Regions from separate parts of the Macaca mulatta genome. Here regions 1 and 2 are each linked to region 3. A link is a contact called in public Hi-C data. All regions are on one chromosome and are shown on one strand. The core of a region is the stretch at or near the end of the contact, and the rest is flanking DNA. Distances in the headings are between cores, read along the strand shown. Region 1 holds the start of LOC100423098. Region 2 holds the start of ZNF621 (zinc finger protein 621). Region 3 holds the start of EIF1B (eukaryotic translation initiation factor 1B).

What was found. A called contact is a pair of places that touch in the nucleus more often than the background predicts.
Region 1: a contact with region 3 is called in a Hi-C map of CD4 T cells, with 3 times the contacts expected there. The contact joins the promoter of LOC100423098 here to the promoter of EIF1B in region 3. A contact is called at or near these places in 4 of 14 Hi-C or Micro-C datasets (CD4 T cells, blood, fetal cortex germinal zone and 1 more).
Region 2: a Hi-C map of cortical neurons shows a contact between it and region 3, with 4 times the contacts expected there. The contact joins the promoter of ZNF621 here to the promoter of EIF1B in region 3. A contact is called at or near these places in 3 of 14 Hi-C or Micro-C datasets (blood, cortical neurons and fetal cortex germinal zone).

Annotation. Positions count from the first base shown.
Region 1 is chr2:103,792,110-103,796,358 of T2T-MMU8v2.0, reverse strand. It overlaps LOC100423098, which reads left to right and starts at 1,630. Exons shown (of 3, transcript XM_002802811.4): 1 at 1,630-2,006; 2 at 3,312-3,389. The coding sequence starts at 1,645.
Region 2 is chr2:103,866,053-103,870,846 of T2T-MMU8v2.0, reverse strand. ZNF621 (zinc finger protein 621) reads right to left here and starts at 2,038. Exons shown (of 5, transcript XM_077992217.1): 1 at 1,960-2,038; 2 at 1,139-1,224. The coding sequence starts at 1,162.
Region 3 is chr2:103,653,936-103,658,256 of T2T-MMU8v2.0, reverse strand. EIF1B (eukaryotic translation initiation factor 1B) reads right to left here and starts at 1,548. Exons shown (of 4, transcript NM_001257885.1): 1 at 1,363-1,548; 2 at 287-450. The coding sequence starts at 1,393. LOC144339125 (a long non-coding RNA gene) reads left to right here and starts at 1,584. Exons shown (of 3, transcript XR_013413808.1): 1 at 1,584-2,027.

The DNA.
Region 1 (4,249 bases), core at 381-2,880, 140 kb before region 3:
ACTTTGGCCTTGTATCATATGCTTTAATACCCAGATACACCTTATGCCATCCCTCCTTGTGTTGCAGCCACACTGGTCTTGAATGGGCCAAGCTCTCTCTTCCTCCAGGACCATTATACATGGTGTCTCTCCTGCCAGGAATGCTCTTCCTTCTGTTAATACTCCTTGTGTAGCAGTGCCAACTTATGTCTTGTATTTTTTCCTAGATATTTTTCTGAGAGTTAACCAGGCTACCACATAAAAAAAATAGGTTAAGTCCCCACCCTTCTTTTTCTAGCTCACCTTCTTCCCCTCAGAGTTATCACAGTTGCAATTGTTTGACTTGTTTTTCTGCCCACTTAGGTGTCGTTTTGTTTCAGTTAGAGTAAGTTCCATGAGGGCAGGACCTTTGCCGTCTTTTCTGTTTTATTTTCTGACCTTAGTCTGGTAAGGGGCTCAAAAAATAGGTAGTGAATGAATCAGTCTTTAGGTCTTGGTGTCTTGCTTTATAATTTACAAAGCAAACAATATGAATGAAGAAGAATGTTCATTTTAGCATTTTTTTTTTTTTTTGGTAATATCCCCAAACTCGAAATTACCCAAAGGCCCATAAACAAGAGACTGGATAAATTGTTATAATCTATAGCAATGGAGTCTACAGCAACTACATGGAACAATGCAGATGAATTTCATAAATAACACTAACAAGCTGACATATGCTGTATGCTTTTATTTATATCAAATATATGCTGTATGCTTTTATTTATATCAAATTCAAAACAGTCAAGACTACGGTTCTTATAAGTAATGATCATGTTTACCTTTGGTGCAAGCAGCAGTGGCTGAAGGGGAAAAGGGAGCTTCTGAGCTGCTGGCCATGTTGTTTCTTCATCTGGTATTAACTACAGGAGTGTGTAGTTTTTGTTTTTAATTTTTTTAGAGACAGGGGTCTTGCTATCTTGCCCAGGCTGATCTGATACTCCTGGCCTCAAGCCATTCTCCTGCCTAAGCCTCCTGAGTAGCTAGAATTACAGGCACGAGCCACCCTGCCCGGCTGAAGTGTTTAGCTTGTGAAAATTCAAAGCCCTATCCATATGGTTTATGCATTTTCTCACCAAATGTATGTTAACCTAAAAAAAAAAATTTTTAATGCAGTTTCCTGGCTGCACAACCAGAGAACTTTATTTGCAGGTCTGGGGAGGGGTAAGAATCTGCATATAAAAACAAGCTCTCAAACACACTTTGAACTTCCTTGAACACATTTTGAGAAACACTTTGGGACTCCCCCTACAGTTACAGAATTATTTTCTAAAGTACATTATCTTGTTATGTCACTCTTGTTTAAAGTTGATTTTTGTCCCCTATCTTACAGGGTAAAGTCCAAACTCCCTAGTCTGGCATTCAAGGCGCTCCAAAATCTTACTCCCAAACACCTTCCTAGCTTTTTTCTCCCACCATTCTGCGTCTCCCATTTCTATTTCTCGCAGCATTTTATGCAGCTTGAACCCCCTGCTTTCCTAATATGTGCTCCCCACAAGCATCTCAAGATCCCCATCCCAGGCAGCCCTAGGCAGTTTTTAAGTTTCTACCAAGCTCCACTATACTGGCAAGGCAACTTTCCCCAAGCAAGTCTTGTTTGCTTCGGAAAGTCGCAGGCGCCCAGGAATGAACAGGATAACCGCTAGTGGCTCCAGATGTCAGAAAACAGATGACCAGATCGAGCACGCGCAGATCTCTGGTTGGTCGGCTGTGTGCCTCCGGAAGGGCCGTGCTCGTCCAATCACCGAGAGGGAGGGCACGTTGAGGGTGATGCCAGGAATCAAGATGGCGCCCTCGGTCCGCTCTCAGCCACTTTGGTCTCTACCTGAAGAGCCACGCCCCGTCTGCTACACCCAACCGGTTGGTTCTTCAATCACAGAGAGGAAAGGCAACAGGAGGAAGACGTCAGGCGCAAATATGGCGTTCCGGACGTGCTCTGCGGTTTGCTTGGCCTCTACTCAAGGTGCACCGGATGTCCAATCACCAAGGTGCACAGTCCGCTCTTAGATGTGGAGGCAGGGGCTTAGGAATTCAGACTTAGGAGATGTCAGCTGGTACTGTGTACGAGCTGTCCTGTAAGCCGTCGCCCGTCCCCTGAAGCCGCACTCCTCCCGCTTATTGCAAGGGACGGATGTGAAGGGCTGGGCGGGCGTCGAGCTTCGGGTTCTTGCAGTGGGGCATAGACCTGAGGGCACTGGTCCCGCGGCCCAGATGGGGGATGCGGGGGACAGTTGTAGCACGTCCACTTGTCCCACAGTCTCTGCGGTGTTGACGTGGCCAGAACTGCCTGCCTGTAACCAGATTGATACCTGTATTTCTGTCAGCTTCAGCTAATTAGCTGTGTCTCGTTTTGTTTGTTCAGGCACTGGGAACGGGGGCGTCAGTTTAGCAGACAAAATATTTACCTGAAACCCCAAAGAAAAAGAAATATAAGCCAGTACAAGAATCGAGCCAAAAGCTGTGCAGAACCCTGACTTTCTTTCTTGTTCCTGTAACTAACCTTCCCAAGAAGTGAACTAACCCTAGTTATGACCAAATTGACGTGATAGCCATGTGCATAACTACCTGGCAACGTGGACAGGAGCATTTATATTTAGGAGTGAAAAAATGTTTGTTGTATCTGTTTTTGAAATTTGTAATCTTAGGAACCCTGAAGCTAAGCAAGACTGTTCAAGCCCAGTCAGCCTAAGACCACCAGGGACGAACCAGTAGTCAGCAAAACCAGGTCTATCGACCTTTTTTAATGAGGGAGATTGCACACCAGAGACACCATGGGACATTTTACCAAAGGAAGGAAAAGATAAAGTTACGGAATTTTGAGAAAGTTTAAAGTTTGAATGGAACTTAAATGAAACAGGGTTTTAATAGCCTCAAAGCAAATCAGGTCTGTGAAAAAGGGTCGACATCAGGCCTAGACTGCGGAGTGGACCCATGGTCCTATTTCTTTGAAAACCTCTTTTCTGAAGCTTTGCAACTGGCTTGTAAATTGAAGCTGTGTCTCTGTGTTAAAGTGACTTAGATCCTCCAAGCAAGATGTTTTATTCTTACACAATTTCAAACAGCAAATTTCTGAGGGTCTTTGATTTTAGAGAACAAAGTTTCTTAGTGAGAAAGTGAGAAAGCAGTAGTCACTCAAAGAGGGTTATTATGACACTAAAGATTAAGCATGTCCTTGGCAACAATAGTTTCTTGTTAACTTTGCAGCTGTCTTTATTTGTGTTTGTTTTTCCTGCCTGATGAATAACCACGCAGATTTTTCTTCTCAACTGAGCTTGTATTTACTTATTCCTTAGGAATGCTGATGGTATAGCAAGAAGGTATTCTGAGCATTATATCAATGGGGAGGTTCTAGATCTTTCGCAAAGCAGGAGGTAAGCTCACAAACCACAGGTAATGACACACTCTGGAATAAAAAATGTCCGTGATGAGGAGGAACATTGGCCTATTACAGAAATCTGAGTGAGAAGCAAATGAAGGTCATCTTAGCAACTCAGTGATTGCCCACTTCCAACTTCCTGTTCCCAAAGTGGCTGATAGACTCTGGAATGGGTCAGGACACTTGGGCTGCAGTGCCCAACTCCTCAGTAGTACAAGTTTGTTCAGCACTTCAAATGCCTAGATAGGTTTGTGTGTGTGTGTGTGTGGTCTGTCCCTTGTATTTAACAAACAAGGAGGTAGTGTTGGTTTCTGTACTTTTTTTTTTTTTTTGAGGTAGAGTCTTGCTTTGTCACCCAGGCTGGAGTGCAGTGGTGCAATCAGAGCTCACTGCAGCCTTGACTTACTGGCTTGAGCCATCCTCCCACCTCAGTCTCACAAGTATCTGAGACTACAGGCACGTGCCACCATGCCCAGCTAATTTTTAAATTTTCTGTAGTGATGAGGGTTTCATTATGTTGTCCAAGGTGCTCTCAGACTCCTGGACTCAAGTAATCCTCTCGGCCTCTCATAGTGTTAGGATTACAGACGTGAACCTCTGTACCACGCCCTGTTTCTTTGTTGTTGTTGTTTGTTTGTTTTTACTGTACATATTTCGCATCAGTGGGCTGCAAAGTCAGGAGCTAGAGATCAGTAAGCAAGATGAAGATCTTTGACACTCTTTACCACAACATAAACAATAGGTGGAGTAATTTATGATAATTCAACCCTGGGAACCCAGGGTGAATCACTAGTGAATGCTAAGTGACTAAAACAGTGCCTGGAGTATAACAGGCCCTTCATAAATATTTTGAGT
Region 2 (4,794 bases), core at 789-3,288, 210 kb before region 3:
TGGCACATGCCTGTAATCCCAGCTACTTGGGAGGCTGAGGCAGGAGAGTCGCCTGAACCCGGGAGGCGGAGGTTGTGGTGAGCCAAGATGACACCATTGCACTAGAGCCTAGGTGACAAGAGCGAAACTTCGTCTCAAAAAAAAAAAAGGAAAACACTTAATATCTTACCTGACCGCAGTATCTTCTTAATTGACCAACACCTTTCTACAGAATTTGCCACTAAGGGCTGGGAAGATCCTTTTAATATATAAATCCAACTCTGTCACTCTGTCATCTCCCTGCCTAAAATTCTTCAGTGCCTTCCCAATGAACCAGTACAGAAACCACTGTCCTCACCATGACCTATAATACAGGTATCTATTTCTTCCATCTCATATTGAACCACTTTCTCTGACCCCTTCCGGTTTTTAGAGTACATCCAGCCTTCCCTTCAACTTCACAGTCCTTGCATCTAGCATTTAGAAAATGTACATTTAAGTAACAACACTAGTCTCTCTGGGATACATGCAATACAATTCGTGGGCAATCTCTCCAATAAAGAATTTCTGATTTCAGGCTGGAGTGGTGGTTTTTACCTATAATCCCAGCACTTTGGGAAGCCGAAGTGGGCGGATCACCTGAACTCAGGAGTTCGAGACCAGCCTGGCCAACGTGGTGTAAACCCCGTCTCTACTAAAAAGACAAAAATTAGCTGCACATGGCAGCGCACACCTGTAATCCCAGCTACTCAGGAGGCTGAGGTATGAGAATCACTTGAACCCGGGAGGCAGAGGCTGCAGTCAGCCGAGATCATAGCAGCACTCCGGCCTGGCGGCAGGGCGAGACTCCGTCTCAAAAAAAAAAAAAAAAAAAAAAGTCTAATTTCAGCAGGTAACTTTCATTTCTAGAACATGATCTGAATTTCCAAATTCAGAAAGAATTCATTGGCATAGGTCCCCTGTCTTTCATTTAAATCTATACATCCACTCTCTATACACAAAACTTTTATTTTCCCAGTACATATTTACATCTGCCATAGCCCTAGAGATAGATACAAAGGGGAAAACACAGCTTGGCCAAGTTAGGCCTTCCTGATCCTTTCCTGATTATGTGATAGCTAAAGTGAGTTTAAAAAAAAAAGACTTAAGCTCAGCTCACCTGAGGCCAAGTTGCTTGGAGCATGGCGGATGTCCCCCGGCTTCATGCACTGTCTTCTGGGTTTGGACAAGCAAGATCCTCAGGAGCTAAGAGAAAAACAGCCATGAGTGCTAAGGACCCTGTCCTCCACCACCTACAGCAACCTATGGCCATCCTAGTTTCCACATTTCCAGCACTGGATGCAGGGAGATTCTACTAGGACTCCCTCTAATTGTTCTCACGCTGATAGCCCCAACCTTACGAGCTGTTCTGCCTGGTCTTCAGGACAATCTTCCACCTGCCTGCTCAGTCCGAAGAGCTTTTTTTGAGCCCATTCCCACGGGCAGACCGAGGGACCCAAGAGCCCTGTCCCTATTGTATTGGGTCTCTACAAACGTAGAGTCTTTACAGAATGATTACAGGCAAGATGACGCTGACCCGAAAGAAAGAACCTCAGGAGAAGAGGGACTGGAGTGGCTAAATGTGAATTAAGGGTAAAATACTCAGCGTCCCAGTGGGTGATGCTGACCGGAGACCCCACCCAACCGGGATCTTAACACTCCACCCAAGAAAGCAGGCGACCCCAAACATCAGAAACGTCAGTACCGGGAGCGAGAGGCTGTCAGGACAAGTTCTTTAGGGTAGAAAAGAGTATCAGGCCTCGGTGGCAAAGGGCTGGACCCGGGCTGTAGAAGCCAGAGTAACCACCTTGGCGGCTTCGGCGAGGCCCAGATGCCCACGGTCCGGGTGAAGGAGGGGCGGGCCGCCATTGGGACCAAGTTCAGGGGAAGTGGGAGGTGACGAGCCGCCAGGGGCAGCGAGGAAGCCGGCACCGGGCGGACCTGGCACGTAGAACTCGCTGAAACCCACGCTCTGCCGAACACCGAGGGGCTGTTCACTAACTAAACGCCGAGCCGGAAGGGCGAGTGCGCGCCCAGGGCCCCTCTAGGCCCCCGGAGGCCGCCATCTCGGTCGCCCCGCGGCCAGACCCGCCCCGCCTCTCACGGCTGGCCCCGCCCTGCGGAAGAGGAGAGGTCGCGGCGACCGGCTGGGCTGAGAGGCCCGTGGCGGACCGGCAGTATGGGGCTCTCAGCCCGGGCTTCTCCGGCAGCCGTCGGCATTGCCTTGGGAGTGTCACCGACTGATGCAGCCTGGCTCTCCCCATACCTCACCCTGTAGGCACAAGTGGGGCCCCAGTTCACTGGCAGCTGTTGGCCGCCTTCACCCCGTGGCTCACCTGAAGCCTGGGCCGTGCAGGTGAGGTGAGAATGGCGCCTGCTTTGTCATCTCTAAGAGGCCCAAGCCTAGGATCTTGCTTGGGTCCTCAGCTGGGCAGTCCTCAGGGAAACCATGGTTTCCACTTGCCCTTTTAGCCCTCTGCCTTCCAAGGACCTAGATGTGCATGGAACCTTTTAGGACAGATTCATTTAACAACCAAAACACCCTGGCGACGGTTGCCAGGCATCCTGTATATACAGGACATGTCCTATATTAAATGATCTTGTCCAGTGTTGACTTTGGCAGGACACCCTAAATGTCTTACATTTAGCTTTTTCCAATAAATTACAAAAACTTGTAGTGAGAGCTATTTTTCTGCTAACTGGCACTTAAATAACTTAAATGTTAACACCGGCTGAAATATATATATCTCATACTTCCACAAATAATGATCTGGACAGTCCTTTATGGTCTGTTCTGTAAGTTGGACTGCAGGAAGAAAAAACAGTGAAGAGGGGAGTCTGCTAATTAAAAGAACTTATTTTTCATATTCAGGGAAGGAAAAGACTGTTTTTTGACCAAAGTCCCAAGTCACTAACAAGTACTTGCCATTAATTTACATAATTTTAGATCAGTACACGTAACTCTGAAAATCAACCAATACACACAGCGTCACTCCAAGCTTCTGAACATGAGCCAGTCAGTGATAAACACTTCCTGAAGCCAGCCAGTCAGTGGCAGCCCTCCCCAGCTCATTGGCAAGTACCTCTCTACTGTGCCCTTCCTTCTGGACAGGAGCCTTTCTCCAGTATCAAAGTGGTGCCAAGATGGACAGACTTTGTTTTACCTCGATCACACTGATACTTCTCCTGAACACAGTTCCAGATACCAGGCTCCTCCTCACCAGGCATTTCCATGCTATAAAGGGGAATTGGTCTCCCACCACTAAAAGATAAAAAATGATCCTGGGTATCTAGATATATTGCTTTATTACAGGGGTCCCACTTCTTGGATTTGTTATTCCTTTCTTAAGAATTAGACTGACTTATGAAGTCCTATTATGGAGAGTATACTAGGTATCTACTGCTGCATAACAAATCACCCTAAAGCCTTATGGCTGAAAACAAAACACACTATCTCTTAAAGTTTCTATGAATCAATGAACATAGGTCAGTCAGTCCTAAAAAGAGAAAAAAAAAAAAAAATGGGTTCTGTGGATGAGGAATTCGGGAGTGGCTTGGCTGGATGGTACTGGCTTGGGATCTCTCATGAGGGTCTAGTCAGGTGTTACCTGGGACTGCAGTCACTTGAAAGTTGGACTGAGGCTGGGGATTTGCCTCAAAAGTAACTCACTCACATGGTTGGCACATAGGTGCTGGCTATTAGTGTGAAACTTCCCTTCTTGTGCTGGGTACAGTGGCTCAGACCTGTAATCCCAGCACTTTGGGAGGCCAAGGCAGGCAGATCACCTGAGGTCAGGAGTTTGAGGCCACCCTGGCCAACATGGCGAAACCCCGTCTCTTCTAAAAATACAAAAATTAGCTGGGCGTGGTGGCACACACCTGTAATCCCTCCTACTTGGGAGCCTGAGGCAGGAGAATCGCTTGAACCTCAGAGGCAGAGGTTGTAATGAGCCAAGATCCCGCCACTGCACTCCAGCTCAGGGGATAGAGCGAGACTTTATCTCAAAAAAAAAAAAAAACCTCCCTTCCCACACCAGGTATCTGTATATGGCTGAGTATCCTCACAACACAGCATCAGACTTCCACTTCCACCTCAGGTGAGCAGCCCAAGAGGTCAAGGCAGAAGTGGCAATATCATTTATGTCCTAGCTTTGGAAGTCACCTGCTGTCATTTCCTCAGTATACTATCATCACAGGCCAATCATGATTCAGTGTTGGATGAGATACACAAGGGTGTGAATGCCAGAATGAGAATCACTGGGGACCATTTCGGGAGCTGGCTAAACACATTTTTTACCTACCACAGAAACGGTCCTTTTCATAATACTTTTATTGTAACATTTATGAAGAGCAATTGTTTTAAATAGATGAATTAGATTTCCAAGAATAATAGCATTAGAACATATATTTGCATACTGCCCCTTCTCTAAATCAAAAAGAGTATCTACCGTGAATCTAGAGAAATGGACACACATATATGGGTGTACATACATGTACACATTTATACACCACAAACTCTAAAGAGTATCAGACAGTTATTCCAATTAGTTCTAACTTGAACTAACTAGAAGGAACAAGATTGGACATGTAACTCCTCCATTTGGTATTATGGTGCAGGGAGAAGAGATGAGAGTTTTGGTAGGCAAGACAAAGTGCCTAAAACCCCCAGGTTGGAACCATGACAGGAATCATGAGCAGTCTGAGGAGAAAATTGGGACCATGCTACAAGAGGCCCATTCTTTTCCAGAACAGCTTCGACAGAAACAATCTATAGGC
Region 3 (4,321 bases), core at 299-2,798:
AATCCACAATCCTTCCAATTTAATTTGTAAACCAGGAAATGATTTTATGTGTAACATCAAGAACTAAATATTTCACATTTAAGTTTATTTGAAAGCCACGTGAATCTTCTTTTAAAATGAGAGACCACACCGGGAGAATAACTAAATATTTACATGTTAATTACAAACATGAGAACAGCTTTCTTGGTCTAGTCATTTTCATCCACGCTGATATAAAGGTGTGAATTATAATCCAGTTCAGAGGTGTGCACCAGTAACTCTAATCCTTTCTTCCTAATCCCTTTACCTTTTTGAAAGCTTTCACAAGTTTCTTTTTGTCATAATCATCTGCAATGCCCTGAACAGTAGTCAGTGTCTTTCTGCCGTTCCGTTGCTGGATTCTTATATGAATGTAATCCTCAGTCCCTGCCGGGAGTAAGTCGTCACCCTTAGTTGCATCAGCAAAGGGGTCTGCAAACGGATACAAAAAAAAATCCAAAGTAGAAAAATATTTTTTAGGAAGTACTTTCCACAAATACATTATACTACCAATCCTGACAGTCATCAGTGAAGGTTCTAGTATCTTTGCTGTTTCTGCCGGTAGGAATGGAGATGGGGGTGGAGTATTAATAAAACCCCCAAGGTACTCTCACAAAAAGAGAAACATTTGGATAGCTATGTCCATTGTAGAAAAACGTTGTTATAGATGTTATCGTTGAATATGGTCCTCTAACGAGAAAAAGGAGACTTAGAAAACCTTAATATTGTAGCCACTATAAAAATGTGCGTCATCTCGATTACATTCTGAGGAAAACATAAACATTCGAATATGCCCACCCTAATCATTTAACCGTAACTGTGCCTTGCCAAAAAAAAAGTAGATTAGATATATATCAAGAGGCGTAATTTTACAAATTGCTACGCAAGCAGAGAAGACTGAACCACTGGCCAGTGACAGATCAGAGGCCTGCATCCGCATCTTTCCCTAGGTGCCCCCAGGGGCTGCCAGAGAACGGGCGCCGATTCGTAATTCCCCTGGCCCGGCATCCCCTTTGCAAGTAGCAGGGCCGATCTAGGAGTCCACGAAATAGGGTCGCCAAGGTTTCGAGGGGCAGAAGTGGAGGAGAGAGCCGGGTCAAGGACGGGGCAGGGGGTGGCGCATGGCCCGCGGCCGGGGCTCCGAGAGGAGGGCTCGCAGTCCGGCGCTGTCCTCGGGGAGGGGGTCGCCAGGGGCCCCGTCGCCATTTTCTGGGCGCCGAGACAAAGCCCCACTAGGGGTGCGGGGAGGGCAGAAAGGGGGCCCCTAGGGGCGGTGATCCAGGCGGGCAGCGGGCCCAGAGGCGCGCGGGGCAAGGGAGGGAGGCGGCGGCGACGGGATCTTACCGAAAGATTGGAGGTTCTGGATAGTGGACATGCGATACTAGTGTGAGGCCGGTGAGGGGATAAAATTCCTGCGGGGCCCGCCCGGATCACCGTGTCAGGAGGCTGTAGTGGCGAGAAAACGGAAATAAATAAGGAAACGCTTCGCCCTGGGGTTGGGATTAGGCTGGAGTGGCGGCGGCGGAAGCCGGGAGGAGGCAGGAAGAGGCGAAGGAGGAGGCGGAGGAAGAGGCGGCGGCGACGGATGCGAGGACGCGAGAGAAGAGGCGGCGCTGCGGCTTCTCCCACAAAATGGCCGATGGAGACTATTTAGCCGCGCCGGCCGCCCCTCCCACGTGACCCTCCCGCGCAGGGCATCCTGGGACTTGTAGTTTTCCGGAGGCAGCGGAGCCGGGAAAGCCAGAGGCTGGGGGCTGCCGAGACCGCAATTCCAGTCACGGAGTGCGCCCTCTAGCGCCGGGCGGAAGACGCGGGAAGTGTTCAAGCGGCCGCAGAGCTGCCCAGAGTTCGCAGGTCTGGGGCTGTCTTCACAGCGAGCTCGTAGGGGAGGACAGTCAAGGGACTCAAGCGTCCCTCTTGACTCCCCTTCTCTCGCCGTGCAGTGGCGGCGCCGAGGGGCCGACGCTCAGGGCTAATCTCTATCAGTCACTCTCGAGGCCCCGGGTAATGTAAGTAAAATCGGGGTGCAGGAACAAAACAAGTCCTCTTGCTCCGGCTTTCAACTCATTGGCCACCCCTCAGCCCTACCTGCATTGAAATTCCAACCCCAGTTGCAGGAGCGTTGTTAGTCTCAACCATGGTTGGAGATGGGAGCCTCTCCTTCCAGGATTGGACGGACCTCTTATTCCCTAGCACGGTGGATTTCAGACTCCAGCGTGTGTGTCTGGAGGGCTTGAGAAAACACTGATAGACCCCAGAATTTCTGTTCAGGAAGTCTAGGGTGTGAGCTGAAAATCTGCAATTCTCATAAGCTCCTTGGTGACGCTGATCCTGCCTGCTGGTCTGGGATCAGGCTTGAGAATCACTGCCCAGCTTCATCATGGGCCTGGCATCTAGTGGGGGCCAGGTGTGTGTGAACAGAACATACCACAAAATCAGCTTGTCAGCTCATTGTGTGTGCCTCAGAAGGCTCAACACAGAATTCAGGAAAGATGCCAGGTATAAGCTGAAGGTGAGCTCAGCAAATAGGTTAACTGATGGAGTCATGTACCAGACTGTAATATCTTCCTATCAAGTCACGCACAGAAAAATAAACCCGAGACTGGGAATTGGCTCAGGCAGGTGTTCAGTTGTCAAACTTGGTTGGCTTTCTGGAAGCAAAGAGATAGACTAAAATTTAGGGATTCTTAACTTTTCTGTGTGTGCCATGGCAATCCTGTGAAGCTGCTGAACCCCTTCTCAGAATAATGAGAAATTAAGTTTTAAGTTCATAAATTACATAGGATTACAAAGGAAACCAAGTTATATTGAAATTTTAAAAATACATTAATAACATGTATTAATACACTAATAACATTTAGCAAGATTACGTCTAATACTATAATTTCAAAAAGCTGATAAACGTAAGAGATATTTTGTGATGTCTGTAACATCAGAAATTTAATGTGAAAGTATGTGTGACTTCTGTTGGTGCAAAGCGACAGGTCCTTCTAATACTATTATGTTGCCTTTATTCATAATGGAAGGAAATGGTAAATTTTGCTTAGAGGTTAATGAAAGTGCAGATGTAATTTTTTTTCCCCATCCAATTTTAGGGATCTCCATCCCCGCAGTTTTACCCATGGGCCAAGGATCTGCAGACCCCAGATTAAGAATACCTGAATTTGACAGTCTTTTGTGATTAACAATGATGATAAGTGCCATTTATTTAGTATTTACTATTTGCCTGTTACAAAGCTTATATATAACATTATTAATCTTCATAGCTATTTTATAAGGTAAGCATTACTCTATGCACCAGGTACGGAGATGGAGGCTTTTGCAGGTTAATGCCTGAAAAAAAATCAAATTCTTAACTCTCAGAAATCTAACCACATTTGTGGTCTCCCAGCCCTGGTTCAAATGGAAAACACTCTTCTTATCCCAAATTGAGGTGTAAAGTTCTAGAGCTGGCTCCAAAACAAGGAGCGTCAAAATATCTAAATAAGTGTGCTTTAAAGTACTTTTATTAGTTCAATTTTGTGGCCTACTTTAATACTCTTAACACTCTAATTTCTAAATAATTTTTAATCTAGATAATGCATCTCTATTTGTTTCTTAGTGAATGTACATGAGTATTTTACATTATTTCTCAGAAGAAGCCAAAGGTGATCCAGTGAAGAAAAAATTACAAACATAGAGAAATTAAAAGAAAAATTCCAGAAATCTTAGGGTTTCATGGTCATTACCCCTGTCAGGAGAACTCATCTTTTCTTAGATTTAGTGTTTGCATCAGAAATCTCCAGGAGTAAGAAAAAGAAAAAAAAGAAGAAAGAAACCCCCAGGACCTCAGAAATCTTTAATCAGAGCCAATATGAATACACATCAGATACAGTTGTGGTTCTTAAGGCTCTTCTAACTCTCATGATTCATAGTCTTTGTGTTTAGACCTCCAGTGTCCAGTACAGAAACCACTAGCCACATGTGGTCATTGAGTACTTGCAGTATAGCCGATTTAAATTGGGATGTGCTCTAAGTAGAAAATATACAGTAGGCTTCCAAAGACTTAAATTGTCTTAATTTCACCTATTTCTTTTTACCTTTTTAATGTAGCTACTAAAGACTTAAAATTACGTGTGGCTCATGCTGTATTTCTACTAGATAGCACTGGTTTAGAGTGAAAGAATTTGACCTGTATGTGAAGTTATCATAAAAAGAATAAACTGAAGCATTTAAAATCTAGTGTTTTTAAGTTCTAAATGGTACCAGCCTAGGTTAAGGTACTTATTTCTTGTCTTAATTCAGAAAAGCATTTTAGATCACT